Regions from separate parts of the Zea mays genome. Here all the other regions are linked to region 2. A link is a contact called in public Hi-C data. All regions are on one chromosome and are shown on one strand. The core of a region is the stretch at or near the end of the contact, and the rest is flanking DNA. Distances in the headings are between cores, read along the strand shown. Region 1 overlaps LOC103634374 (aspartic proteinase CDR1). Region 2 holds the start of LOC100274738. Region 3 holds the start of LOC100285472 (zinc finger protein 7). Region 4 holds the start of LOC100281910.

Region 1 (7,699 bases), core at 4,911-7,410, 140 kb after region 2:
TTTATGAGAAGAATAACTAATTAAAATTATTAAATCTGAGCACTGCATTTCATTGTCAACATTTGCTTAATTCTTCAGAGTATCTCTTGGCCTTACTCATTCAATCCAAAAGTGTACAACATGTTTTTTTTTTCTCGAACGCGCAGGAGAACTGCGCCCCATTATATATTAAGCAGAGGAATAGAAAAAACAGAACAAAACAAAAAAGGTTTACAGTCCTCCTTACGGAGGCCAGAAACAGGCATACAAATAAAGATCCATAAGGGGATAAAAAAATCAAACTACTCAAATCTTCCTAAGGCTCTACCAAGGGTGCAGCCAGATGTGTGAGGCCTTTTGCACCAGCCACTTCCCATCTTCTTCTTTCCTCATCAGCAGCTCTGAGACTTGAAGACATACTTGGGTTGCAGCCATCAAAAATGCATTTATTTCGATGATTCCATAAAGTCCAAGCTCCTAGAATGATGAGAGAGTTAAGGCCCTTTTTTGTGAGACCATGTACTGCTCCTCCCACCACTTCCCACCATCCCAGGAAGGAGTTTGTAGTCGGCTGTGGTGCAAGAGAATGAAGACCAAATTTCCTGAGTAAAAGGTACCAGAATTCTCGGGCGAAAGAACATTGCACAAGGAGGTGGTCTATATTTTCTTCCTCTTGGTCACATAACAGACATTTCTCTGGATGATTTAGGCCTCGCTTTGCCAATCTATCAGCTGTCCAACATCTCTTATGGGCCACCAACCAAAGGAAGAAGCGACATTTTGGCAAGGCCCAGGACTTCCAGATTCTTTTATAATGTTCAAATGTCACAGATCCTAGGAACAGTCCTTCATATGCTGATTTGGCTGAGTACACACCATTCGAGGCAATACTGAAAGTATGCTTGTCGTCAACCTCCGGCTGTAGCTCGATGCCAGATATCAAATCCCAAAGCTGAAGGTAATCTGTCAAAACCCCTACTGACAAAGCTCCTCTGATGTCAGAAATCCATTTGGCGCTAACAATTGCTTCCTGAACTGTCCTGCAATTGATTACCCGCTTCGGAATTGCGCCAATCAGCCTTGGAAACAGATCTGCAATTCTTTTTCCATTAAGCCATTTATCCTTCCAGAATTTGGTATTGTTTCCATTCCCCACTTCAGTGGTCACTACTGCAGAAAAGAAAGCTCTAGCCTTTTTTGGGACTTGTATTTGAAGTCCAGACCAGGGCCGAGAGTGGTCAGTCTTTTGTAACCAAAGCCACCTTAGTCGAAGTGCCCAACATAATTCTGGAAGACTAGAAATACCAAGCCCTCCAAGCTTTAGGGGGCGACAGACTTTTCCCCAGGCAACAAGACAGTGGCCACCTCTAGCTTCTTTGCGACCTCTCCATAGAAAACCTCTTCTGATTTTATCAATAGCTTCCAAACCCCACTGTGGGATATCCACTGCCATTGCTAAGTATACCGTCATGCTAGTAAGAACATGCTGAACTTGCACTCTTCTTCCAGCCCGTGTCATTAAGTCAGCCTTCCAATTAGGAAGCTGATCAGCTATCTTATCCACAAAAGGTTGGAACTGTTGCTTTGTCAACTTGTGTAAGGATAAAGGGAGCCCCAAATAACGACACGGAAAGGTTGAGATTTCACATGGCATCAGGGTCTGGACTTCGAGCAGCACCTCCTCAGAGCATCTAATAGGATACACATTTGACTTTTGCACATTATTGTGTAGCCCCGAGGCATCTCCAAACAGTTGAAGAATGCTAAGAGTGAGGTCTATATCTGTCAGTGCTGGGCATAAGAAAAGGACCACATCATCGGCATACACGGAGACTCGATGGAGCTTTTTTGTACTAGAAAGTTGCTGCAGCAAACCATCATTTTCTGCCTTGGAGAACATGTAGACAAGGACATCCATAACTAAAATGAATAGCATAGAGGAGAGGGGGTCTCCCTGCCGAAGTCCCCTGCGATGCTTAATATGATGACCTGGAAATCCATTTAAAAGAATCTGAGTAGAGGAGGTAGCCAGAAGCCCACAAATCAAATCCCTCCAAATCTGTCCAAAACCCAACTTCTTCATTACCTCAATCAAAAAAGGCCAAGAGACAGAATCGAAAGCTTTTGTAATATCTAATTTCAACAGCAGGCTGGCCTTGTTTTGCTGATGCAGCAACCTGGCGGTTTGTTGAACCAACATGAAATTGTCCTGAATGAATCTCCCTTTTATAAATGCGCTCTGATTAGGTGACACCATCACGTTAAGCTTGCTGGCCAATCTGTTAGCAAGGATTTTGGTGACCAACTTGGCAAAACTGTGCACCAAACTGATAGGCCTGAAATCTTTAATATTGTCAACTCCGTCTTTTTTGGGGATCAATGTGATATAGGCTGTATTCAGGCGCCCAAAATTGTTAAATTTCCTACCCCAAACAGCCGAGATGGCTGCCATAATATCATTCTTGATAATTGTCCAGCAAGCCTTGTAGAACCTTCCTGTGAATCCATCAGGGCCAGGAGCCTTATCTGAGGGAAGACATTTGATGGCATCCCAAACTTCCTGCTCTGAAATGGGGGCTTCCAGATCGGTCAGATCAAAACTGGGCATTCCAAGAGCCTCTAACTCAATTGCCCGTATCCTGTCCATACTGTTCCCCAATAGATTGGTGTAGAATTGGTCCACACAGGCAACTTTCTCCTCATGGCTGGTTAGGTTTTGATCCCCATCAACAAGACATGCCACAAAATTTTTTCTTTTACGGTGACGGGCGTGAAGGTGGAATAACTTTGTATTAGCATCTCCATCTTTGAGCCATGAAATCCTTGCTCTCAGCCTTGCAATAGTTCTCTTGCAAGATGATAAAAGTAATGCCTGTTTCTTGAGTCTGAGTTTGAGCCAGCATTCAGCAGGGCTGAGCACTCTACCATCCTGCGCTATTTCCAGCTTATGGAGGATTTCTTTAGCAAGGGCAAGTTGGGACCTCACGTGCCCGATCTGCTTTTCGCTCCAGGCCTGCAAGCTTTTTGCAGTTCCTTGAAATTTCATTTCCAGGGATTTAAAAGGACATGTAGCTGTCTCAATAGAGTTCCATGTAGCAAGGACAATATCCTGAAACCCCTCAAGCTTGGTCCAGAAGGATTCAAAGTGGAAACGCCTTTTTCCGGATTTATTATCCCTAAGCCCCAGGAGTAAAGGACAATGATCTGAATCTTGTGAGGCAGTACTCTGAAGAAGAACATTGGGGAAGAGCAATTCCCAATCTACTGAACAGAACACTCTTCTGAAAGCATAGATGGAATCACAACATCTGACTGGCATAGATGGACAAGCTTAGTCTTCGCTATGAGAGACACAAATACCATGCTAAAGGAAACAAGCAAGCTAGTATTATTTATTTATCCATTCTACATTTCAGATAACCTGGCATATTTAGCTTTCTTTATTTTATTTTTGTTATGTTTATGTAGTTGTTTGCAAAACTTGAGCCTACAGATAACAGATGTAGCTTTCTCTGTAACGGTAGCCGTGGTTGAAAACTAAAATGATTTAGGATATAGAACTCTCTCTCTCTCTCTCTCTCTTCCATAATGGTGAAGAAAACTGTGAATCTGTTGTTACTATGTGCCTGTCTACAATTTCTTTTGGTTGCTATGAGGCCTGTTTATTTAAATATTGTTTCTTTGGCTATCACAATTCTCTGAATGATAGGTTCTTGATTTATTCAAAGGCTGTAGTAAAAATAGTATTTCTATTACAGGATCATGACAACACTTTATTATTTTATGCATTTAGAAACTTAGCCATTTTGAGTAGCTAAGTAATGATCTTAATGGCAGGCATCATTGTTCGTAATACACTTGTGACCTATGACCGTCACAATGAAAAGATTGGCTTTTGGAAAACTAACTGTTCAGAGATGTGGGAGAGACTACATATCGGTGATGCTCCTTCACCAGCCCCTTCAAGTGACACAATTTCAAAAACTGATTTGTCACCTGCTCCTTCCCCTAGTAGCTTGCCAGGTTTGTGCCTAAATATTTTATTTTCTATTAGTTTCACATGTATTATATGATGAATGACAAAACATGGATATTAGTTATATATATTCACTTGTAATTATCAGTTAAGCATCTTTTTTGTTTTGATCTGCTTTATTGGCAGCTGTTTTGGTACTTATGAATATGAAGCTTGATAGGGCTTTAGTTTTATATTAAATGAGGCAAACAATCAACCTGCCTCTCTGAAAGGTCCTTTAAGCTTCAATTCAACCCATGCTTCACTCAAATTTTGTTACCTACTTAGTTCTTTGAGTTTGATGGTACATTCACCAGTCTTTATGGCTTGCACAATAACCTGGTCCAGATTTTATATGCATATAGTGATTTTGTTAATAACCAGCCTATCACTGTAAGCTAAAGCAACAAGTAAATATTTTCTTAGTTGTTTTTTTTTCAACAATAGCACACTTTATTTTTATGTACTTTACATAAACATTACTGTTATGGATATGATCATTCGGCTGTGCCAATGCCCTCTTGGTTTACAGTACTGATAGCCATGATTATCATACTTGTTGATCTTTGGCTTGCAGAGTTTGATGTTGGTCTCATCACCGTTGATATGTCCATAAATGTCACTTACCCAAATCTGAAACCTCATCTCCATGAGCTGGCTGAGCTGATAGCTAAAGAGCTGGAGATTGACTCTCGTCAGGTATTAAGAATTAGAAGTATGCAACAACTTGGTTGCGCTAGTTATGCAATTGGTTCTTCTTGTAAGATTGTGAAGTGCTTGATGTATTGCATAGGAGAAGGTTACATATATAGAGAGACCTACGGAACCCTAACCCTAATGGGTCGGCAGCCCAACAGCGGTGCTAGCCCATCTACGGATACATATAGGAACACACACTCTAACATCTCCCGCAGTCACTAACGATGAGACTGGAGCAGAAGCCGAAAGTAGGACCCGACGGGTTGACCCCCCTCCCCCCCGACGCAGTCGCAGCGTCGTGAGGGTGCGAGTGTTGCGGCTGGAGTAGGGACCGGTGTGCACTCCATGTGGATGATAGCCCCTGGATGTCGAGGTAGCCAAAGTCGGGAGACACACAGTGGCAGCCTCGTTCTTCTTAGGGGTCGACGTTCAAGCGTCAACAATCGGGGCGACGCAACAAAAGAACACCAGCAGGCCAAGGACCTTCTTGCTTCTTCTCGTCCGATCGTCGAGGAGCCCCGCCAAGGAGACCGGCGGTAGCGCATGCGTCTACGTCGGTCAGGGTGGCCGCGCCCGCGGTAGAATACGGATCCGGTCGGGAAGGCCACATAGTGACGGATCCAGCCATTAAGACGACGATCCGGCCAAAGGGACAACGGATCCAGCCGGGAAGGCCACAACAACATGGATCCGACCGCGACAACGATAAAACCAACGATGGCGGCGATGAAGGGGAGGGCGACGGGGCGGGTCCAGCCGGGCAGGGGCCTATGTCGGACCTGGCAAGGGATACGGCGCCGGCGCCGGGAGAGCCTTGAAGGAGAGGAAGGCGCTGCGAGGCGTCTCAGGCGAGGGCAGACAACAACCACAGGGACAGAGCAGAACGCCGCCAGCTAGCGACCATGTGGGGAAGGCTTGCTGGAGGAGGGGGCCGCCATGACCACGTCGGGGCTGGGCCCACGCTGGAGAGAGCAGAGGTGGCGCGCAGGGGCGGGGGGGGGGGGGGGGTGCGCAGGGGGAGGATGTCGTAGGTGAGGAGGCTGGTGATGTGGGAGAGCACGCCGGCAACGCGCCCGTTATGGGCGCTTGCCGGCCAGGGGGCACGCTGGCAGGGACCGCTACTCGCCGGAGTTGGGCGGTGCGGGCGCGGCGCGGTCCGGCGGCGTAGATCCGAGGTCAGACGACATTGGCAGCGCGGATCCGGACGCCAGCAACAGGAAGCGCGGCCAGGGGGCGGTGGCGCAGTCTGGCCGGAGGGGAGCGACACGGCCACGTCGGCGAATGGGAGAAGGGCCACGCCGCCGCTGGTGGTAGGCGCGACGGCCTGGGGGAACGGCGCTGTCGCGAGGGGGAGCTCGGACTTGAGAAAGCAGGGGGAGTCGGAGTTGAGGGAGGGCGCGTCCATGGTGGCCGGCGACCATGCATCCCGGTGAGGGGCTCTAGCAGGGGGAGGAAGACACCATGAGAGACTGCTGCGCGAGCTCAAGGGAGCAGGGACGCCCTGTTGCTGGTGGTGAAGGGGTCTGTGGGGAGGTATCCTCTGCACTTGTTGAACCAGGGAAGGGGAAGGAGATGGCTGGTGGCGTGTGGGATGGGGGCTGCCCCCGGGAGTGATGGAGGAGCCTCCCGGGGACGGCGCCGCGGAAGCCGGTGGCCGACGACCTGTGCTTGGGTGGTCGACGGCTATGGGAGGGAAGGGTGAAAACCTAGCCTTTTAATACCATGTAAGATTGTGAAGTGCTTGATGTATTGCATAGGAGAAGGTTACATTACATATATATAGAGACCCAAGGAACCCTAACCCTAATGGGCTGGCAGCCTAGCAGCGGTGCCAGCCCCGTCTACGGATAGTCGGATACATATAGGAACACACACTCTAACACTTCTCAGTCAAGATTGAAGAACATCTGTGTTTGTATTCTACATTCATTTACTTCAGCCTGCACTATCACATAGTTGTTTTTATATTGCTTCAATATGGTTTGGCTGACGCTGCTATTTAATTTGACAGGTTCGAGTTATGAATATTACGAGCCAAGGAAATTCTACTCTGATTAAATGGGGTATTTTTCCAGCAGGATCTGATAATGCTATGTCCAACGCAACAGCGATGGTAGCATATATTCTTGAACCATTATAACTATTTCGGGCTCAGTTTTTTTCACTTATTAATTTATTATATTGATTTATGCCAGGGTATCATCTATCGGTTAACTCAGCATCATGTTCAGTTGCCTGAAAATCTTGGCAATTATCAATTGCTCGAGTGGAATGTGCAGCCCTTGTCAAGAAGGTGAGGACTGTTTATTTTTTCTCAAATACGTAGGAGAGCTATGTATCATTGTATTATAAGGATAAGAAAAATAGATGAGGGGCATAAGCCCACTCAGAAACAGGAACCAGAAACACACACACAAACACCAACACAACACCAATCACAACACCACGCCCAGGACACTCAAACCCGCCTGAGAACACACTTAAAACAACTCAATGGAAAAACTCCTCCCTTCTCTCAACCTGGATCAAAGGAAAAACTCCCTTCCAATGCCAATAGTGGTAGTTACTGCAGACTGAAAGTGGGCTCTAGCTTTTGTGGAAATATTGAGGTTTGAGCCAGCCCAAGGTTTAGAGGGCTCCGTCTTCTAGAGCCACAACCATCTCAACTGCAGAGCCCAATTTATAGTGAGGAGGTCAGGAACGCCCAGACCTCCAAGCTCCACGGGTCTAACAATTTTATCCCAAGCGATAAGACAGTTACCCCCTCTAGCCTCCCTTATGCCTTTCCATAAAAAACTCCTTATTTTGTCAATAGCTTTGATACACCATTTAGGGACATTGAGCGCTATGAGTAACCATTAGGAAATTGTCATGAATATATCTGCCACGTATGAAGGATAGGGGCGGACCTAGGGGTGTTTTAGATAGGCCTCCGACTACCATGAAATTTGATCAAAAAACAAACTAGTACTCAACGTTTAGATCCAAAGAAACAAATTTATTCAA
Region 2 (7,477 bases), core at 605-3,104:
TGTGTGCGTGTTTGCGGTGTGGATTTAATTCTAGTGTGTGTTGCTCTTTCCAACCTTACTCCGTGCTTTCTTTGTGATCAATCTTGTAAGGGCGAGAGGCTCTAACTTGTGGAGATTCCTCGCAAACGGGAAGAAAACTATAAGGAAGAATATCGTGGTATTCAAGTTGATCATCGGATCACTTGAAAGGGGTTGAGTGCAACGCTCGTCCATTGGGATGCCACAACGTGGAGGTAGGGAAGTGTTATACTTGGCCGAACCATGGGATAAACCACTATGTCACTTGTGTTGTCTTTCTCTGTGATTATTGTGATTCGCAAGAGCTCGCTCTATAGCCACTTGGTTCTATTGCACTAACATCTTTATAACCAAGCTTGTGGCTATTTAGTATTGAATTTTACAGGATCACCTATTCACCCCCCTCTAGGTGCTCTCACGCGTGAGACGTCCTTGAATATCGGGGCGGATTAGGGATAAGTCGGCAAGATTGTAGGAAGATCAGTTCAGTCGGTTCATTATTATTTAGGATATACATAATCACCACGTACGCATGTAGTGCTCAACGGTCGAGTATATAAGGCCTATAGGGTACCCCATCATTTCCATCGACCATCTACCTATCTCATTAGCTTTTCTTCATCCCGGAGATTTCCCTTGTAACCTACCACATAAAGATCCACACCAGGAAGTAGGGTATTACGCCTCTCCAAGTGGCCCGAACCTGCAAAAAATTGTTGGCATTTATCGTGCGTCTCGCACGAACCATTGGGTTACACTCAACAACATTGTCCTACCTAAAAGCACCGCGAGGGGTAACCATGGGTGTGCGGTCAGACTCTAAACACCGACAGTACATGAATAAACCCATTGGATTTCTATTTGAACCCATTAACAAACCCATAGGTAAAGAAATGAAGCCCAAACTCATGTCCTAATAGAGTAAAAACCCATCGGATTTCGGGTAGAAGGTACCCATTGCTATCTCTAGTTGTGATCTTCCCACCTCAGTCTGACTTAGCTGGGTAAGGCCCCATTGGTAGGGCTCCTTCAAGGGCTCTTTCAATGGCTTCTTGAAAAAAATATACCAAATGATAGGTTCTTCCTAGAAAAGAGGGATAAGCTCCTCCAAGAAAAACACCAGGAGTCGGGAGCTAGAAAAAGAAGCTTCTATCGGCTCCTCTTCCATGTTTTCTCTTTGCCGGCACTACATCGTAGGAGAAGCTACATGAAGGGCTATATTTTCAACCAAACATGATGCTTTTTCTATAGCTTTTCTTTAAAATAAGTAGTGAGCTATTTTCTTAAAGAAGTCAGAGCCAGAACGACATCTAGCATAGAAAGAGGCCTACTAAACGGGGCCTAAGTTGAGCCACACACACCAATCAGGCCCATAAGACCATCTCCAGCAGCTTACCTATACTCATACCTATATTCAAACCACACTCTATAAACAATGTAATCTACAATGTAAAACGATGCAAAACGGTGTTTTTAGTGACCATATAGGTGCAATGTACATTAGTTCACCTATATGGTCACAAAAACACATTTTGCATTATTTTATACTGTAGATTGTATTGTTTGTAGAGTGTAGTTTGAATATAAGTATGAGTAAGGTGTTGGGATGGTCTAATATCCGCTTTGGCATCTTACCATCTGTATTTTGCTGAAATTCAGACATCGCAATCTGGGCTTGCAAAGAGGAACGGCCCAGCCCAACACGTGAGTCTCTCGAAACTGGGTCAACAGGCAGCCCAAAACTCCAACCCAACTCGATTCCTCAGTCGCCGAGCAAGCCATTCCTGATCCCGCCCCAACCCCAATCGACAAACGCCGCCCCTTCTCGTCTCGACCTCTCCCCACCGGCTAACCCTAGCAGCGGCACGCGGGCGACGGCGACCAGTAGAGGGCTAGTCGCGCCACCGGCGAAGGGATTCAGCGGTCTACCCGTCCTCCGACACAGGCGCGGCGGCGTCCTGCAGGTACCTCCATCTTTTTCTCCCCATGCATCTCTAGCCTGTTCCCTCTCGCGCGAGGCAGCGTGCCCGCTGCCACTGTATCTCCCTCTCTCTCGCCCTCGCGCTCGCGCATTAGCAGATGCCTCACTCACTCTTCTCTGACGCCGCTGGCATGCCCTACTCCCTTCTCTCACTCTGTTTTACAGTTTAGCCCTAATCCTGGTGTGCTGTGTCGGGTTGCTTTTTTCTTGTGCAAACTGTGCGTCTTTGGTTGCAGATCTCTAATTTTCTTTGTTAACGAATTGACGCACACCTCTCCTGCATATTCTCGCGAAAAGATCAGTTTTTGAACGCCGCATAAAAAGAGGTGTACGCTAACATTCACAAATGTTAAATCGTTAGGGATACCTACACCCCTCAGGCATAAAATAGTATGAGTTAGTTTTTTGCCATCTTCTGTATGAAACGATATGTTTAACATTCACAAATGTTAAATCGTTAGGGATACCTACAGCCCTCACCCCTCAGGCATAAAATAGTATGCGTTAGTTTTTTACCATCTTCTGTATGAAACGATATGTTTCAAAATATGTACTAATACTATAAAAGTTAGAAATCCAGCGACTAGGCTGATTGTGAGGCTGATTTCGTGTGATCATTAGTCATTACAAGGTGGGTTGACTGAACAGAGGTTACTTAGGGTGGTATGTTTCTTATTTGCTTTGTTATTGGATGCTAATATCGTTTAACTCAACTGAACCCAAAATCGATCCTGGATCAGTCAAATCTGGCTGTTTTGAACAATTGGCTTGGCAGTATTCAAAGAACTCAGGCACAAGAAATTCAGAATTGCAAATTTACTACAGCATAAAGGGAAAAAACATAGGTCAGCATCTACTAGCGATTTTTTTTTGTTCTTAGGATTAGCAGTGGATGCCAACTGCCCAGTGAGACACAGTTTTTTGGCCCCTGTTTTTTCTGCTTATAATCGCCATACTGTTTTTTTTGCATTCTTGTTCATGGTAGCTCAAAGTTCTGAAGCGTCAATCCGAAGAATAAAAAATAATTGAAGCTTTTGGTGGGACTCTCGCTTTTTTTCAGCGCTATCCGATTATAAGTGGAAAAACAGGGCCTTGGTGTGAAGGGGGATTTTAGGTAGTGTTTGGTTCAAGAATATAGCAGGACGGAGTCATTCTATTTCAGTGGTGAGGTTGTTTGGTTCAATTCTAAGTAGAATAGAGCCACTCCAATTTAAGAATATTCCTTGTAGATGCTGCATCTGGTGGCTCCGCAAAATCGACCGAACCTAACGGCTCCTGAACGCCTCGCTTCTCACTGGTTCCTTGCTCAGTGTGTGGCAATGAAGAAAGGCATAAGGGAGGTTCGGATGAACAGTGATAAATAGTGCACTTTAATCCTTTTCTCTCTCTTTTTTTAGAAAATCAGCTGGTTGTTTGAAGTTTCATAGAAATTCACACTTAAATAGAAAGTTCTGTTTTGTTGAACTCTAGAACCAAACATAGGATAGAGCCGCTCCGTTCTACTTCACCTTGAAACCAAACAAAAAATAGAGCGACTCTATTCTAACTGCCAAACACAGAACAGAGTCATTCTATCCTTAAAATCCGGAACAGAGCCGCTCCGTCCAAATAGGCTCTAGAACCAAACATTACCTTATAGATTCATTACACATGCTAGTTTGTAGGGTTGGTCTTCTTTCCGCTCACTGTCAAATTGAGAAATTCAGAAAAACACACCTGTGTAATTTATGTGAATTCTATCTTTGCTGAGTGCATTTACTATCACTTAGAGTTATCATGCTTTATCCAGTGACTAACAAAGAACTATGTTCCCCCAACAAAAAAGGCAAATATGGTCCATTGTTCTGCTCTGGTTAGCTTTATAAGTTCGACACTGTTTTTCTTTATTTGACCTTTTCCTTGCTGTGTAGTGGAAACAACATGTACTTGTTGTCTTTCAATACCTGTTCTTCAACTGACAGTATATTACCCTGTGTCATTCCAGATTATTATTGGTTTGTTGCAAAATGTCTACGGAAGCGACTTTGAACAATTCTGGTGGTTCTGAATCTGCATTGCTGTTACTGGAACAGCTTGCTGAAGTTTTTGGAAAGTTAAAAACTCACACCGAAACATTTCTGCATTTGCAAAATGGCATAAAATGGGAAGATATTGAAGGGCATTTCCTCAGCCTTGATGAGTCGTACAGAAGCAAGTTTGATGAACTGGTAGAGAAGGAGAAGGCATTAGAAGAAAAGAAAGCTGAAGCTTGTAGGTTGATTGCAGAGAAAGAGGCTAAAGTTTCTACAAAAGAGCATGCCTCACTGAATCAGCTTCAGGAGCTAAGGGATGCTGCTGTCTCTTCTCTAGCAGAGGTTCGACAAAAATATAAGGTGGAGCTTGCTGAGATACTTGAAGCAAGTGGAAGCAAAGACAAAAAGGTAAGTACCTCAATCAATGACAACAATGCATCTCGTGCTTCAGAGGAGAATACCCCTGCTAGTGGGTCGGGTGAGGCATCTGAAGCTTTACCTGTTGAGACTAAGCCGCGCCCTGTATTGAAGCAACTTTGTGAACAGATGGACACCAAAGGCCTTCTGAAATTTCTTTCAGAAAACTGTAGAAAACTTGCTAGCTTTCGTGATGAACTTTCTGTTGCACTAAAATGTGCAACTGATCCTGCACGCTTCGTACTTAATTCCCTGGAGGGTTTCTTCCCACCAGACCAAACTAATTCACCTGGGAGTAAACATAATGCCCTTGAGGTCCAGCGCAAGAGCTGCATTCTTTTAATGGAAGCTATAGCACCTGCACTAGGGATGAAGGAGCCTGGTGGCGACGACCCTTGGAGCTCTGAAATTAAGGAGCAAGCCAAGGAAATTGCCGAAGAGTGGAAGAGTAAGTTAGCTGAGATTGACCTGGATGCTTCTAATGGCTATTCATTGGAGGCACAGGCTTTCCTGCAGCTTCTTACAACTTTTAATGTTGATTCGGTGCTTGACGAAGATGAACTATGCAAGATCGTAGTTGCTGTCTCTCGTCGCAAGCAGACTGCTGTATCCTGTCGCTCTCTTGGTCTTAATGAGAAAGTACCAGGTTGGTATCCACCCAGAATGCCACAAGGCATTCTAATCCCTTCATTTGTCAGGCTGCTGATGTTCATTGTCACTAAGCCCCCAAACCATCTAGGGAACTAAACTTCTTTACTGTTTTGTTCAAGTGCAAAGCATGGAGTGACTGCATGAAATTAGTGTTTTAAGTTTTTCTATTGACATTTTATGTTCCTAGGTATCATTGAGGAGTTGGTTAAGCGGCACAGGCAAATTGATGCAGTTCATTTCATACAAGCTTTTGGGCTTTCGGAGACATTCCCCCCTGCACCTCTGCTGAAGACATATGTTGAGGAACAAAAGGATACAATTGAAAATAATGGCGATGCAACTGCGATCTCATTAACGGTTTGTTTATTTTCTCATTTTTGTGATTTTGATGCGACTGTCTAGTGGCATCATAGTTCATTGGTCTAACAGAACTACTTCATTCTCTAGTGTACTGTAAAATAAAGCTTATGAAGTTATTTTTTATTTCATTTTTTGTTCTTAATAAGGTATGAAAAATTTGAGGTATAACTAACTTCTTATATCTTTTTTTGTGGATAATTTGGTTTTTTTAAATTATGTAACTTGGAGGGATAGGTTTTTTACTGAATAAAGAATGGAAAAAAGACCTTTTTTAGGGTATGGGTATTAATTGGTTACGAGTTCCTCAGCCTGTCAGCTGGTACAAGAGAACAAGGGTAGACCCGGAGGCCACCACATGAGTGGGGTATGGGAAAGGAATAAACTGAGGCAAGTCTTCTTTCCGCAAAGCGAAGAGGCTGCTTCAAACTTGTGAGTTTGTGACCTGGTGACTCAGCGAGACAGCTCTCACCAGTCACCACTTCACCATGCTTGCTGTTCTTGGTACAAGAGAACGAAATCTGGATAATACCAATTCCTATTTGCTGTAAAATGATTCAAACTACTAAGTAATTGTTTTTAAGTTTGATAATATTGACCATTGGGAGCCCATCTTTAATTTCTTGAAATTTATCTTACCTTTACCTCCAGAATTTTCTAGGGAAATGCTATATTGCTCTCAGCATATAATGTTTGCTGTCTGTGAATATTACTGTGCAACTGTTGCTAGGCGCTTCGGCTTACCGCACAATTGTCTCGTGCATTGTGGGATAATGACCACAATGTTATTAGTAATGTGAAATAAGTCCTTATATTAAATCATGTTGTATGATAGTTTTACATTTGATTTGCAATTCTTTTTTTATTTCTATTGTTTGTTATTTTATAACTTTACAAGTTTGTCTCATGACTCGATAAATCCAATTTTCAGGATGACCCCAAATCTAGGGAGCTAATTGCTTTGAGGGCTGTGATTAAGTGTATCGAAGAGCATAAGCTTCAGAAGGAGTGTTCACTTGGACCTCTCCAGAAGCGTGTTTCTGAGCTGAAGCCCAAGGGTGAGAAAAGGCCATCAAGTGATGCTGGGCGTACTTATGCAAAGAAGCCTCGAGGCCCTGGCATTTCATTTCCTAGGAGACCTGCCGGTTCTGTTGGTTCAGCTGCTCGCAGGCCTCCATTTCCGGGCTATACCTGGCAGCGTGCTCCTGCGCCGATGCCCTCCCGTGGTCCTGCTCCAGTGCCCTCCCGTGCCCCTCTTCCTGCCCCTCTTCCTGATAGATATGGAGCTGCTGACCGGTACCATTACACACCACCAGCCCCAGCATACGACTCTGGTGCATTTTCGTCTTACAGTGAACCTTTCAGTGCCCCAAAACCATTCCAGTACACTCCAGGGTCAGTGGCAGCATCATACAATTCAAGCCCCTATAAAGTCGCTTATGGTGGCCCAGGAGCACCAGTCAGAAGCACCTATCCAGGTTATGCCAGCGCATCTGGGCCGGCTGCTTCCAGCAGCTATGCAAATTATATGGGATCCGTATATCGCCCTCCCCAGCAACCATAGATTCGACTCCTCCCTCAAAAAATGTTGTGCTGGTGATGCAAGACATGGAAACCAGTCCCTCCCATCCAACTCCCATGGCGGAGATGTAAACTTGAGCTATTTTCTTGTTTCATCGTCCACAACAGTGGGGTTTGGAGGTGTATACTGATGCTCTCATGTCCAGCTACATCTACAATGTACCTTGCACTCTTGTTTGCTTTTAGCTGTGCTTATTCCTGAGTCGTTGAATGTTTTATATTTTCTTTCCACAAGTCTGTCTCATGTAGGGAACTGTCTCATCTAGGAATATAACTCCTTTACTTGCTACCGTTGCGATTGAGTTGGAAACGCCGATTGAGTTGGAAACGCCAAAACGTGGCTTGAGTTTAACAGCTTGCTTATCCCTATCTCATTTCATTTTTCACTTTGTAATAGTCAAATAGTGCGTCTTACATTTTAAATTCCAAGTGTCTCTCATTTTAAACTATTCTGTAACAG
Region 3 (6,726 bases), core at 1,877-4,376, 160 kb before region 2:
CTCCGCCGTCCTCTGCGTCAAAACGTCGAAAAGCTAGCTAGCGCAATGCCCGCCGCCACCAGCGTCTCCCTCGCCGTCGCCGACGCCGTCTGGGCGGAGATCAGATCCGCTGGCCGGGCATCCGACGAGCACCTATCCATGTAAGTTACTTCAGACCGCTCGTCCCACGCGGTGCTGTATCCGCTCTCCCCGGGCATGATACTCTCGAGTCTCGAGTCCTTGACATGCTCTCGCTCTCCGCAGCCTCGAGACGCTGTTCGGAAAGAACATGCTGCGGGCCTGCAAGATCGTCGACGAGCGCGGCGTCAGGCGCGTCACCGGCGCGCCCAGTGGCCGCTCGGTCTTTCTGGTAAGGTCTCCCCAGCTCCCCTCCTCGTCTTCTGATTCCCCCGGATGTCTCGTGTTCCTGCCAAACTAACGAACAACCTGTCTGATCGTTGCGTATGTCTGTGCTGCAGGTGATGGGGGAGTCGAAGAGGAAGGAGGAGTACCTTTGCTTCCCGGAGCACCTCTGCACGTGCTACTCATTCTTCTACGACGTCGTCGGGCGTGGCGAGCAGCTGAGCGTAAGTCCCCTTACTGCAGCTACCGCATCTTGAACAAGAAAATTCTAGCTGTGCAAACCTTGGGAAAGTCTAGATGGAGTAGCATTTGTCAGCTTTTAGCTCGTTGCTACTGAAACAGTAGATGAATTTTGGGATATTGTTTTGGTGTTCGCAGTGTAAGCACCAGTTAGCTGCACGGCTTGCAGAGGCTGTGGGAGAGCACCAGGAGGTTGAAGTGAAAGATGAGGAGCTCGCAAATATGCTTGTAATTCTATGAAGCTTTGATTACTTCAGTAATGCACATAACATTTATGAATTGTATCTTCTCCTTACCCGGCCACTCTGATAGTCTGATGCACGTGACTGGAGTCACGCACACAGACTACAATAGGGAAATGATGTGCCGGAACCCATGGTAGAATCAGCTCAATATCATAATCCTTTTTGTATGCATGGTCCTTAAAACTATTGATGAATTGAGATGACTGGTTTGTTCATTCACTATTGAGACAGTGTCATATACTTCTGTGTATTATATCCTCTTCTGAAAGTATAATGTTATTTCTCTAGTCTCAATGTGGTCTTGCTGTAGCAATGCTTTAGTGACAGGGGGGAGAAGATATAATAGCGCACAATGAGATTTGTTCGAAAAATCCAAGATTTTTCCAACTTGAAGATGTTGGCACTTGTGCCTCATATGGATAGATATATTCCACAATAAGTAATACTGAATTGAATTCTACAGGATGGCATCAGGATGACAGCTAATGCATTGAGATATTGAATACCTTTGGTTTAGTGTCTTGAGAACTGAAATCCTTAGTCTGCCATATTTTAACATGTTCAAGATAGCTCCAAATTTGCTAAGTATTGCATTTATAACAATACCTTCTAATTTTGATTGTTGTTATGAACTGTTTTGAGTTTTCTTTTGGTAGCAAATGTACTGAATTCCATAACACTGCTGCTAACTTTATGTGTTTGTAACTAGTACCTTTAGCACCGGTGGATTTCTAAGGGGATAGCATTTCAGAGAACTGTGTAACTTGTGTTTCCATGAAATTGGTTTCTGATCCCACAGTCAACACCTTAGAGGCTTACCCAAAAGTTTCTCTACATGTAATCTTTTGAAGAGCTGCAGTGGAGATCTTGTCATTGCGTTGTTGTGCTCTTATTTGCAATTCTGTTTAATCATGATGTGATAGTCATATTATCTCTCTTGTCAAGTATTTACCATTGCCTCACCTTCTTATGCTTTCATTAAAGATTCATTGCTACGCATTTCCTTTTCAACTGAAAAAGAATGGGTTCTTGTTCTTTCCATGTGTACTTTTATTGATATGTCAATTTGTTACCACTCTTTTTCATATTCTTTCACATTACTTTGCACGGATTCATTTATATGTAAAGAGTCCATGGCTCTTAGTCTCTTATCTTATGTCTGTGTGATACCTGTACTTTGATGAAACAATTTCAGGTCATATCATTTTATTACAATCTTGTATTTGTAAGTAGTACCTGCTTTGAAGGTCTCAATGTATAATCATGTATTTGTAAGTCTGTTCGCTTGCTTTAATCCATACCGGCTTCTACTACTTCTATAGTGTTTTGTCTCTATGAATTGCAGCTGCACCAGTCCGAACTGCATGAGTAAGACTTAACAACATGTGAATCTTTGTTATTTGTAAAGAAGCAAATGACTTGAATATGGTTTGTCTTGTGAAACAATCTTAACCAATGAAACAAAATGTATGATTTTCGAACTGGAGTAGTTATCACAAAAATGCAGAGTAACTAATAAACATTTATTTTCGTCCTTCTTTCAACCTGCTACAAGTAACGTAAGAGCAGATAAAGTGCAGCCGTTGGGGGGGGGGGGGGGGGAGGGGGGAGGCATAGCCTATATTTGTTCACCGAACAGAAATTATGAAAAAGATGACACGACTCAGAAAATGGTTACATATGATGACCTACTTCTTATTACAGTTTAATTTACAAGCGCAGGGTTAGGTCAAGATTTTTCTCCATTTGCTTCTTGGACTCATCTGAACTTGCTGTGAAGCTCCCTGGCCATACTAACCCTCCAGGTTCTTCAACTGCAAAAGGCATCCATCCACTCATTTGGCCTCCGTCGAATCTTGCTACGGCAACCGCAGCTCTTTCACCATGACCCTTCAGAATCGTGGAGTGCGAGTTCACTCTCAAAGGTTGGAGAAAGGAAGCGGATGGAGGAAGGCCCATCATCATCTGAAGTCTGTATGTCCTTCTTGCTGCACACCTCTCCCTCTTGTGCGCATTCTGGTGCCCACCGAGAGCCTGCGAACTGAAAAACTTTCTCATGCAGTAGTTGCAGGAGAAAGTCCTATGTGGAGTGGCCACTGGTTTCGCCTCTTGAGGCTTGACTTCTTCACTTTTTGGCGCATCAAGACCCAACTTCAGCCACGGTACTGTGGTACTCTCATCAGCTAGACCAGCTTGGTTAACTTGGTCTGCTGACTTCTGCTCTTCCACTCCAGGTACTCTCTCCATTGCTGTGTTTAGAGAGGGTTTTCTGAAGTTTGTGTTGTCGTGCCTCCCCCTGCTTTGCTATTGCTATAAAAAGAAGCAGGGGTCTGCGGGCAGCAATAATTCAGCAGAAAAGGCGAGCCATCGGTACTTTGAAGTGGACCAGAGGATATGCTAGCTTCAGTAGTGGCAAACATGTTGGTCCTTGTTATTCTTCGAGATGGTATACCTGTCATCAGTACTCAGTAGTGACCGGCTTCAACAAACTTCAGTTTCCTGTCCAGCTCACTCCCTATCAGGTTCGCACCTGCTCTAGATAGTAGCGTTATACATTTCTATCAGGTACAGTCCTGAAACCTCATGCAGGGGAGCTACTGCTCACATTTATAATTTGTATTTGTCGAGATAGGTATAGGAATATATACTGAAAAATAAGTCTTAGGGCTAGTTTGGGAACCCCATTTTCGCAAGGGAATTCTATTTTACCAAGGTAAATTAGTTTATTTTCTCTTGGAAAAATATGAATCCCTTGTGAAAATGGAGTTCCAAACTAGCCCTTATAAGTTTTCTCGCTTTTTTTTACATGTTTCTTTCAGGAAATCTTCTAGTTTCTAGCAAGGCAATAATACACAAGGTTGCTAGATTTGAAAAGTGCTTCTACGCCTTGGAATGCCAAAGTTTTCTGTTGCCCTCTTATTTTTAAAATGGTTTTTATTTTGCATCATGTAGACTTTATTCGGAAGAAATATCAAGTTTTAGGTGGACTGAAGCAACTTCTTTCGAGGTGATTCGAATAGCTGACCCGTAGTGTAGCATGCTTTACTGAGAGGTGCTATGGACTATCAGTGCTTTGTCAGTCATCTTTGAACTTATCTCAACTCTCACTCATGCTCTTCTTTTGTCTCTTGAGGCTCAGGCACGGACGCTTGGCATTATTTAACAATAAAGCCTTAGCTCAGCCTTCTCAAACTGCACCACCAGTCCACCACATGAGTGGATTTCAGATGACTTCAAGCAAGTGCCGTTGCCACTTGTTTCTAGCCAAAGCCTACGTGCCATTGGCATTGGACAAACTCTTGAGGTAAAGAACGGAAGCTTTCTGCTGGGAAGCAAAGCAAGTGGGTGACGCACTCAAAGCGCAAATGATTATGCTTTTTTTTTCTTCCTGTGCAGCTGGATACGGCGTCTTCTTTTAACTGTTCGCATTGGCCTTTTAGCGGGAGAGACAACCGAAACTATATTCTGATCTGATGGAGGAACCCTACGAGAAAGACACACACCTGCTGCTCTCTTTGGGACTTGTCTGTCAGAGAAAAAATCATGCCGGATGGTGCTGATATGCCCCTAGTGGAATGGTGACTCGGACCCCCGCGGGGGCTCGATCCGGACGAGGCGGCGGCAAGGAAGCAGCACGCCTTGTCTATCGGCAGCCAGCAGTGGGCAGGTAACGATTGTCATCTAAATATCATTTGGAGCGTCATTTGCAGCAAAATCGATTTATGTTTTCACTTTTGAACACTTTTCCTATCTCCAAATAGTCATTCTCGTTTTCTAGCGAGAAACCTAAAAAAAAAGATGCTCATATTTAGATAGCCAACTTAAAAGGTTGAGGGCATTTTTCACCAAAAATCTCTATTTGTCTCGTAGAGTTACTCTTGCACACAAGAACCTTCGCCTCTGCAGTTGTGCTCATTCATCCTCGTCCCGTTACACAGTGGCCATAGTGCTGAGGCGATGTCGATCCGTCACCAGTGCTGAGCATAGTTTTGTTCCGTCTGCTCTTTCGCGCATCATCTCGGTGTGCTGTTCCAAGTTCCGTGATTTTTGTTCCGATCTGCTGTCAGCCTCCCACATGCGTACCTTCCTGTTCCTCTGCTTTGTGAGCCATCCCGCGACCTATTTGCCTGATGAAACTGAGGTGTACTATCATGGAGTGAAATTGTTGGTTGGGCCAATCAGAAACGATGGTGATCAGTGTTAAGTAACCCTAGTTAGGGTTATGTGGGCAAATATCTGCTTTGCCCCTGAGGGGTCTCACATCTCTATATAAGGAACATGTACACCCCTTCATAATAGAGAGATCAGAAAGAGGCCAGAGGCCCAACCCTATATCCTGTGTCTTGTGTGTTCCTCTGTCGTGCTTATGGGAAGGGAGACGGGTCTTCTACAACTTCTCGCGCCTCTACTACTGACGGGAGGGAAGGGAGCGGATCTGGTGATCCGTGGTAACGTAGTTCTCAACACGTTATCAGCACGCTCTACCTCAACGTTGCTGCGAGATCAGATCTGCATCAACTCTTCGTCAAGCCGGCAGGTCCTCCGGCCTAGCCGAACTGTCCCACGCGACAGACTTCAATTCCTCCTCTACGCAATCGAGCGAGTGGTATGCTTAAATTGGATATACTATTCTTGATCTACCGATGTACACGCGTTGTGATCCATGCGCCAAGAACTTGTCGTCACCGTCGTTGTGCTGTGTTTGCTCCGGGCCACGCCCACGCCGGAAGCGTCCGCATCGGAGCCTCGCCGGAGAGGCTGCGCCAGCACCCTGGCAAGCGTCGTGCTGGAAGCGGCTGCTCCACGCCGCATCGTTGACTGCCTGGCCTATAGCCTGCTGGGTCGCGTGCTCCACTGCTCCTCCCACCAAATCGAGAGAGGTTGAGAGCAGTTGAATCTTTGCACTGTGCCATGTTCGCACTGAATGGGCGGTTCTTGGATGGTGCACAACCGCTCCTCCAAATTTCTTGCGTGGACGATTGCATGCGGATTGCATGCGGAACGATTAGCACGCTGATCCGTTTTTCCAGTAGACAAAGGAGACGTGCGGTTAATATTTTTTTCTATAAAAAAAGTGACCGGCTATTGACCCGCTCGCCTCGTTTTCTGCCGTCCATTCCGCCACACCAAAAAAAACTTGCATGCCACCAGCCTGCATGCACCATGCAGTGTGCAGAAAGGGAAAAAAGTCACAACGAAACGCACAACATCTCCTAAAACTAGATGTTGTTGGTGCATTATTCAACTTTGGTGTAATTTTAATTTATATACATGCTCATGTTATTTATTTTATTTATTTCCTGTTGCAAATAACAAATAGAATTAAGCATGTTTTCTACCGCAATTTCTATTTTCAATTAATTATTTCCCGCAATAAATAATTAGTAGAAAAAGACATGCTCGGATATAGGAAAAATGCTTTCATGCACTTGATCTGCTTATGCATTAAATTCCAGTATTATTTGTCTGCTTTATTTCTCGTAGTAGATAATTAGCAGAAATTATTAAAATGTGTGAAGGATATAGTGCGCATACTCAAATCGCTCTGAATATTTGTGTTGTTTTGAGTTTTTTTGACTCATGTTGAGCGGTTAAATTGTATAGTGGGTACTCGGACGTACCGATGATATTGCGTTATTAATCGGCTGTATTTTGGCATTGGCTAAGCATTTACTGCGTCATGTGATTGCTATGTCACACTCTCGTTTAAATCAGACCGCTCCCGTTGAGTCGGACCGCAATCGCCGAGTCATGTATTTTTCTCATGCCCTGTAGGCACTGTCTGTCAGCCGTGATCATCGGAGCCACAATTGCGCCTGTTGCGCACGTTGCGTGGATTTATCGTGTACCCTAATTACCGAGCCACAATTGCGTCTATTGTGCTTGTTACGAAGGCTTG
Region 4 (7,383 bases), core at 3,731-6,230, 230 kb after region 2:
AAGCTTGGAGGCGTCTATTGGTTGTCGACTTGGAGTAGACTCCTCCTTCTTTTCTTCCGTCGCCTTGAATGCGACGGGTTGAGCCTCGGATGTAGATGGATCATCAAGCTCGTTGATCTTCCTCGAGCCTTCGATCATGCACTCAAAACTTACAAAATGCCCGATTACTTCCTCGGGGGTCATTTTAGTATATCTAGGATTACCACGAATTAATTGTACTTGAGTAGGGTTAAGGAAAATAAGAGATCTTAGAATAACCTTAACCATTTCATGGTCATCCCACTTTACGCTCCCGAGGTTACGCACTTGGTTCACCAAGGTCTTGAGCCGGTTGTACATATGTTGTGGCTCTTCCCCTTTGCGAAGCCGGAATCGACCGAGCTCCCCCTCGATCGTTTCCCGCTTGGTGATCTTGGTGAGCTCGTCTCCCTCGTGCGCGGTTTTGAGCACATCCCAAACCTCCTTGGCACTCTTCAACCCTTGTACTTTGTTATACTCCTCTCTACTTAGTGAGGCGAGGAGTATTGTTGTCGCTTGAGAGTTGAAGTGCTCGATTTGCGCCACCTCATCCTCATCATAGTTTTTATCCCCTACGGATGGTACCTGTGCACCAAACTCAACAACATCCCATATGCTTTTGTGGAGCGAGGTTAGATGAAATCGCATTAAATCGCTCCACCTAGCGTAATCTTCACCATCAAAAGTTGGTGGTTTGCCTAATGGGACGGAAAGTAAAGGTGTATGTTTGGAAATGCGAGGGTAGCGTAGGGGGATCTTACTATACTTCTTGCGCTCTTGGCGCTTAGAAGTGACGGATGCCGCGTCGGAGCCGGATGTGGATGCCGATGAAGAATCGGTCTCGTAGTAGACCACCTTCCTCATTCTTTTCTTCTTGTCCCCACTCCGATGCGGCTTGTGGGAAGAAGATTTTTCCTTCTTCTCTTTGTGGTGAGAAGAAGATTTCTTCTCCTTCCCTTTGTTGGAGGAGATCTTCTTCTTCTCCTTCCTCTTGGTGCGGGACTCTTCCGATGAAGTGCTCCCATGGCTTGTAGTGGGCTTTTCGCCGGTCTCCATCTCCTTCTTGGCGTGATCTCCCGACATCACTTCGAGCGGTTAGGCTCTAATGAAGCACCGGGCTTTGATACCAATTGAAAGTCGCCTAGAGGGGGGGGGGGTGAATAGGGCGAAACTGAAATTTACAAATATAAACACAACTACAAGCCGGGTTAGCGTTAGAAATATAAACGAGTCCGTGAAAGAGGGTGCAAAACAAATCGTAACCAAATAAGGAGTGTGACACGCGGATTTGTTTTACCGAGGTTCGGTTTTCGCAAACCTACTCCCCGTTGAGGAGGCCACAAAGGCCGGGTCTCTTTCAACCCTTCCCTCTCTCAAACGGTCCCTCAGACCGAGTGAGCTTTCTTTTCTCAATCACTTGGAACACAAAGTTCCTACAAGGATCACCACAAGATTGGTGTCTCTTGCCTCAATTACAAGTGAGTTTGATCGCAATGAAAGAATCAAGAAAGCACGATTGAAAAAGCCAAGCAACAAGAGCGACAAATAACACACGGATCACTTTCTCTCTCAAGTCACTAATCACTAATGATCTCTTTTCTCAATTGTGAAACTTGGAGAGATGGAGGCTTTGAATGTGTCTTGGAATGGATTGCTAGCTCTTGTATTGAATGTAGAAGGTTGGAATGCTTGGATGATGTGAATGGAGGTGGTTGGGGTTGTATTTATAGCCACCAACCACTTCCTAGCCGTTGGGCCATTCTGCTGAGCGCGGACGGTCCGCGAGCCAGGTCCGGACGGTCCGCCCCTGTAGATCAACGGCTGAAAATGCAACGGTCAGCAGTAACGGCTATATCAACGGCTATATTGCATTTAATGCGTCGTCAGATGTCAGACAGAGCCAGTCGCGGACGGTCCGGTCGTGCACCCCGGACGGTCCGCGAGGCCCCCTATAATTCATTTCTCTGAACCCGTCACCTTCGGGTTTTTCGGTTTCTTACCGACCGGACGGTCCGCGCCTGAGGCCGGACGGTCCGCGCGAGGGCTCGGACTGTCTTTGCTTTTCCTCCGGACAGTCCGTAGTGGAAACTTGTGTTTTTGCATTGGTTCTGTCCGAAGGGTATCCTGGTGTCGCGGACGGTCCGCCGCAGGGGCCCGGACGGTCCGCGCTTGGCCTGTTTTTCCAAAAAGCTTCTCCTGTCCGGAATAATCTACGGTATTCCGGACAGTCGATTTAGTATAGTTATAGATGAACCTTTGGCACCTGTAGAACACATAATCTTAGAGCAAACTAGTTAGTCCAATTGTTTGTGTTGGGCGATTCAACCACCAAAACTATTTAGGAACTAGGTGTAAGCCTAGTTCCCTTTCAATTAGTTTAACTTACACCCCAATCCGCCTCAATACATGTGGGTTGGGGTGAATATTAGAGTACTCAGACAAAGCATGAGGCGACAAGCTAACAAGTGACGAGGAGGTAAGGTGGCACTGGTAGCGGGCGAGTTAGGTCGTCCAACTGATCATTCGATGACCGAAGGAGCGAGCGAACCGTGAGTGAGCTAGCGCTTGAGGAAGGAATCGAACGACTCAGGTAAGGAGTGGGATGAGCAGTGGAGGGTCGAGAAAAATTAGATCAAAGTCTAGTTTTTATTAAATTGGTCCAACTTACTATATAAAAATTTGATTATTTTATTGTATATCTAAACTTAGGTATAAAAGATTACAAAAAATTGAGGTGGGGCCATGGCCCCCATTGCCCCACCCCTGGATACGCCCCTGGATGTTAGGGTTTTATAGTCGTGAAATGCGGCTCAGGCGAACGACGTGTCTTGATCTGCCGGTCCCACCTATTTATTTATAGCGCAGTGTGACGGGCCCCACCAACCATGTAAGGTTAAGCGCCCACGATCACGGCGCGGATCAAAGGCCTAAGATGGCCGCTGGCTGATCGTGGTGGACATCAGTCCAACATTCTTCCCCTTCACCTATTTATTGTGAGCATGTTGTACTGCTTGATTATTATCACAGTATAATGTTAGTGTTTTATGTATGATGTCAACCACCTTTAAACTGGTTATGAACTGCTCTAACCATTTCACCTGCCCCGAGGCCTCATAACAAGCTACAAACTCGATATATATTATGGACGATGTAGTCATGGTTTGTTTTGAGGTTTTCCATGAAATAACTTTTCCTGTGAGAGTAAACACATATCTTGACATGGAATTTCTATCATCTACTGCATAGTTAGAATATGAGTACCCCACTATTTAGAATGAATATGTTATTCTATATGTCATCATGAGGCCTTTCACGCCTTACAAATATTGTAAGACTTTCTTTACCAATTCTCATTGTTCATTCTCTAGATTACTTTGAAATCTGTCAAGCAACTCGGTAACAAAGGCTAAGTCAGGGCACGTACACACTTGAGCATATTGTAGGCTTCCCACGACAGAAGCATAAATAACCACTTTCATTTGATTGAGCTACTACTGGTTCCTGAGGCATTGAAAATCCCCATATCTATCACCTTGGCTATCAGTGCAGGTGATGCACTACATTTGTGCATACGGAATTTCTTTAAAACCTATTCTATGTATGACTTTTATGACAGTCCTAATACCCTCTTTTGTTCTATATCGATGAATTTTTATGACAAAAATAAAGCACGCTTTATCAAGGTATTTCGTGTCAAATTTTGAGGACAAAAACTTCTTTGTTAGACTAACATCACTACTGGCAAGTAAGATATCATCCACATACAGGAATACAAAAGATATACTTTCCATTCTTAAACTTTATACACAATTGTTCTTAACATTTTCTTTAAATGAGGTGGGGTCATCCCCCCACTTGTAGTTCTTAAGTGTTATACACCTCATTATCATTAGAAATAACTAATCTTCTAACTATTTGAGGCCTTCTTGGGGCCTCTACATTTGCGGCATCTACTATTTGAGGATGTTCTATAGGATCTTGAAGGATAGACTCCTCATGCTCATTCATTTTCGCCAAAGCAGAATTGACAATATGTGTTGTCACTACAGTGTCTTGCACTATTGGTGGAACAAGAGCAGGTAGTTCAAAAATTGGATCCTGGATGACCGTATATAATTATATATGGACAATAGGATATAAATATATTCCATATAATTTATACTGGTCTAATTGATATGTGTCTAAATTAGGACTATAAGAATGGAATCAATTTAAAGGATCGAAATTGGCCTTAGAGTATACGAAGTCTATAGTTCTTAAAAAACAAAAGCGTAAACATGGCAGGCCACTGACTATAAAAATATTTATAAATATAATATGTTAAACTGAGAATCTAATCTCTCAATAGTTCAGTCAGAAGAACTTGCTTAGTACGGATACAAACAAAGCTACAGTTGGTCACCGATCAAAAACAACCCGGAAGATTTTCTAGTCTAGGCTGCATCATCTAACTTTTTTATACAAAACCCTAACAAATAATACCAGCAAAGCCGTCTTAATTCCGATTCCATTCGGTCCGAGCAGCAAACGGGCCAACGGGCCCAGCTCCCGCCAGTCCTATCTGGGCCTCGGACGCCGCTGCATCCCGACGCGTGCGTGTCCGCTGCACCGACTGCCCCAACTAACGCGGCTCCGCCTCCTACAACAAACCATAGTTGGTGCCCCGCCCCGCACAGGCACAGGCACAGCACGAACACAACTCATCGGCCCATCGACCCACGTGAACGCGTGCCACCAACAGGCGCGGGCGCCCGTACCCTCCACATGGTCCCGCGGGCCCACCGCCAGTTGTGAAATGCCGCCGCGGCATCTCCCGCCGCTTCTCCTGGCTGGCCTCCCCCTTCGCTTTCTTTCCCTGCCGGCTGCCGCTGCTATTTATCCCCCCTCTCTCTGCACCCGTCTCTGCCACTCCAACCGCCGAGCCAGAAGCACCCGGAGCAGCGCACAGCAACAGAGCACACGCCGCACACCGCCGCCTCCGCAGCAGCAGCAATGGCGCGCGCCGGCGCTCTCTGCCTGGTGCTGCTCTGCCTCGTGGCCGCGCACTCAGCCGCAGCGCAGAAGTCCACGACAGCCCCGGCCGCCGCGCCGGCCGCCGCCACCACCCCGCCGGCGACCCCGACCAAGAAGTCGCCCGCGCCCGCCGCCGCGCCGCCCACCACCCCAGCCACCCTGGCCCCGGCCGCCGCGCCGCCCACCACGCCGGCCACCCCCGCGCCCGTCGCTGCGGCGCCCACTACCCCGGCCACCCTGGCACCCGCCGCGGCGCCGCCCAAGTCCGCCCCCAAGGCGTCCCCTCCCGCCCCGTCGCCCAAGGCCAAGGCCACCCCGCCGGTGGCCGAGCTGCCGCCCGCCGCCTCGCCTCCCGCCCCCGCCCCCGCCTCCCCGCCCACCAAGCCCGCCGAGGTCCCCGCGCCCGCGCCGTCCAAGAAGAAGAAGAAGCCCTCCTCGTCGTCCAAGAACAAGAAGAAGAAGTCCAAGGCCCCGGCTCCAGCCCCCGTCGCCGAGGCACCCACCAGCACCAAGCGCTCCAAGGCTAAGGCACCTTCGGCCAGCGAAGCCGACGCACCCGGCCCGGTCGGCGATGGCGTGGCCGCCGACACCGCGGTACGTGTGTCTGCTCTGCTTTTTCCAATTTCCATTTGAACCCCATTGCGATTGCGTGCCTGAATTACGATTCCGTGCTCTCATCAAACAACAACTGCTCTGCTCGTTTTGCTTTGATGTTATTAAAGAGCGAAAATTAACACCGTTGTTAGAATGGCACCAAACCACATCTGACCGTGTCGTTATTCTACGGCCACACTCATCAATTCTTTATCTGAGAATGAATGCGCACTCACGCTCAATCGATTTGACAATTGATTGTCTTGTATTGTATGGTACGAGCAGCAGCACCTAACCTGTGAGCCGTGACCATAATGAGCGCGTGAATTATATAGTAGATCCGATCTGCACCGACATGTCGGGCAGGGACGCATGTGCTTTCAGCGCATCGCGTCACGGACATTGTTAAATAATGCGGCATTTTGAGGCTGTCACCATTTAAGTATTACTTGCATCATGTACTGTACAGCACGTACGTCGTACAGTGCAAAATGGGATTCACACAGTGCGTGTATGTGTACTACAGTACAGAGCCAGTAAATAACCCTGCATTCTGGAAGCATCTTTGCACACTAAAATAACAGCCAGCACTAATCAACCACCATCAAACTATTATTAGGTACTTGTAGGCCCCCATGTGCACAGAAAGTCAGGCAACAATGCAAGTAGTATACAAATAGTAGTACTACTACTACTGCTACAGGCGCAAGGGTAGAACTGTTGTAGTATACAGCTGTACTGTTAGCTACAGACACTGCTACAGGGCAGGGTCACGTGACATGGCTACGTTGCTGACTGACGAGGGCCTCGTTCTTGGTGAACCTGCAGGGCGCTGGAAGGACCGTGGCAGGCGGAATCATGGCGGCCGCGCTGGGCCTCGTGGCCCTGCTCGCCTAGGCACGGGCGCGCGAGCGGGTGGCGCCTGCACGGCCGCACCGCACCGCCGGGACGGACGACGACAGGAATTGGTGACGCGGATGCAGCCGGTGCGCGGCGCCGCGCTGTATTCTTGGCCGGTGTAGTTGTAGTGCAGTACCACTCACGTTCGGTGGCGGGTGGTACGTGCGGTGCGGACGTACCACCGTCGCCTCGGATTCTTTCTCTTCTATCTTCCTTTTGTTTTTTTTTTGCTGTACTATATTGCGACCCCATTGAGATGCTTTATTTTATATATTTATTTTATTGCCGTTGTTTGTATGGTCCCCATCCATGCATGAGCCACACACACGACTTTGTTCATGTGTCCCTGTCCTGAGCGCCCTGGCACCCCGCTGGCAAGATGGATGCGTTTGTTGGGATGTGCCTGTTGTTGATTGGCGTTGCCTTTTTTGCTTTGCTTGTTTGGACGAGACACTGTAGCTACATGTCGCGATGCTCGCTCGCGGTCGGGGCTACGGAATGCATCTGCCATATTGCGCCTTTGCGGCCAAATAACACTGATCTGATCCACCTACCGCTTGGTGGCAGATGTTGCTATCTACAGCGCCGGCGCGTGTGATGAAGCAGCTGGTACTACGTATACTTCGCCATTATTCCCTACTTGTTTCTGAACGCGTACACGGTACACCGGTTCCTCTCTTGCAAAACATCATCGAGGCACTTAAAACGGGTGATGTGAGCGAGTCGGTGACTGGGACGAATTTGGAGAAAACCAATAATAAAAGCCGAATAGCTGGCGTAACAGGCGTGTATTCCAAGCCTCTTCGTGCGCCGCACCATACCAAATCATACGAGAACGATGGCGTGCACAACGGGCCA

What was found. Hi-C and Micro-C count contacts between places; a contact is called where the count stands out from the background.
Region 1: a contact with region 2 is called in a Hi-C map of ear, with 3 times the contacts expected there. The contact joins the enhancer-like site here to the promoter of LOC100274738 in region 2. A contact is called at or near these places in 9 of 25 Hi-C or Micro-C datasets (ear, endosperm, leaf and 1 more) and 1 of 3 datasets of contacts at active chromatin or transcription factors (seedling).
Region 3: a Hi-C map of endosperm shows a contact between it and region 2, with 3 times the contacts expected there. The contact joins the promoter of LOC100285472 here to the promoter of LOC100274738 in region 2. A contact is called at or near these places in 11 of 25 Hi-C or Micro-C datasets (bundle sheath, ear, endosperm and 5 more).
Region 4: a contact with region 2 is called in a Hi-C map of leaf, with 8 times the contacts expected there. The contact joins the promoter of LOC100281910 here to the promoter of LOC100274738 in region 2. A contact is called at or near these places in 2 of 25 Hi-C or Micro-C datasets (ear and leaf).

What each region holds. Positions count from the first base shown.
Region 1 is chr7:171,485,647-171,493,345 of Zm-B73-REFERENCE-NAM-5.0, reverse strand. LOC103634374 (aspartic proteinase CDR1) reads left to right here. Exons shown (of 12, transcript XM_020540885.2): 8 at 3,817-4,002; 9 at 4,572-4,693; 10 at 6,705-6,806; 11 at 6,889-6,986. Among protein-coding and RNA genes, the nearest start is that of LOC103634374, 17 kb to the left of the region's middle. Within about 2 kb of position 6,160, at least 6 of the 20 cell types and tissues checked have an H3K27ac peak or open chromatin away from gene starts, as enhancers often do. A contact at or near this core is called in ear, where this site is marked.
Region 2 is chr7:171,624,489-171,631,965 of Zm-B73-REFERENCE-NAM-5.0, reverse strand. LOC100274738 reads left to right here and starts at 1,854. Exons shown (of 4, transcript NM_001148289.1): 1 at 1,854-1,982; 2 at 3,984-5,074; 3 at 5,267-5,436; 4 at 6,368-7,234. The coding sequence starts at 4,006. The coding sequence ends at 7,000.
Region 3 is chr7:171,790,457-171,797,182 of Zm-B73-REFERENCE-NAM-5.0, reverse strand. It overlaps LOC100285472 (zinc finger protein 7), which reads right to left and starts at 3,126. Exons shown (of 1, transcript NM_001369289.2): 1 at 2,333-3,126. The coding sequence starts at 3,074. The coding sequence ends at 2,538. LOC103633386 reads left to right here and starts at 2,430. Exons shown (of 7, transcript NM_001369288.1): 1 at 2,430-2,801; 2 at 2,890-2,989; 3 at 3,062-3,349; 4 at 3,780-3,879; 5 at 3,967-4,131; 6 at 4,224-4,494; 7 at 4,698-5,157. The coding sequence starts at 4,403. The coding sequence ends at 5,031. LOC100277790 reads left to right here. Exons shown (of 4, transcript NM_001151270.2): 1 at 1-140; 2 at 244-349; 3 at 459-566; 4 at 721-1,114. The coding sequence starts at 46. The coding sequence ends at 822.
Region 4 is chr7:171,397,899-171,405,281 of Zm-B73-REFERENCE-NAM-5.0, reverse strand. It overlaps LOC100281910, which reads left to right and starts at 4,980. Exons shown (of 2, transcript NM_001154829.2): 1 at 4,980-5,625; 2 at 6,454-6,753. The coding sequence starts at 5,011. The coding sequence ends at 6,522. It overlaps LOC103633383 (pentatricopeptide repeat-containing protein), which reads right to left. Exons shown (of 4, transcript XM_035961142.1): 4 at 6,745-7,383.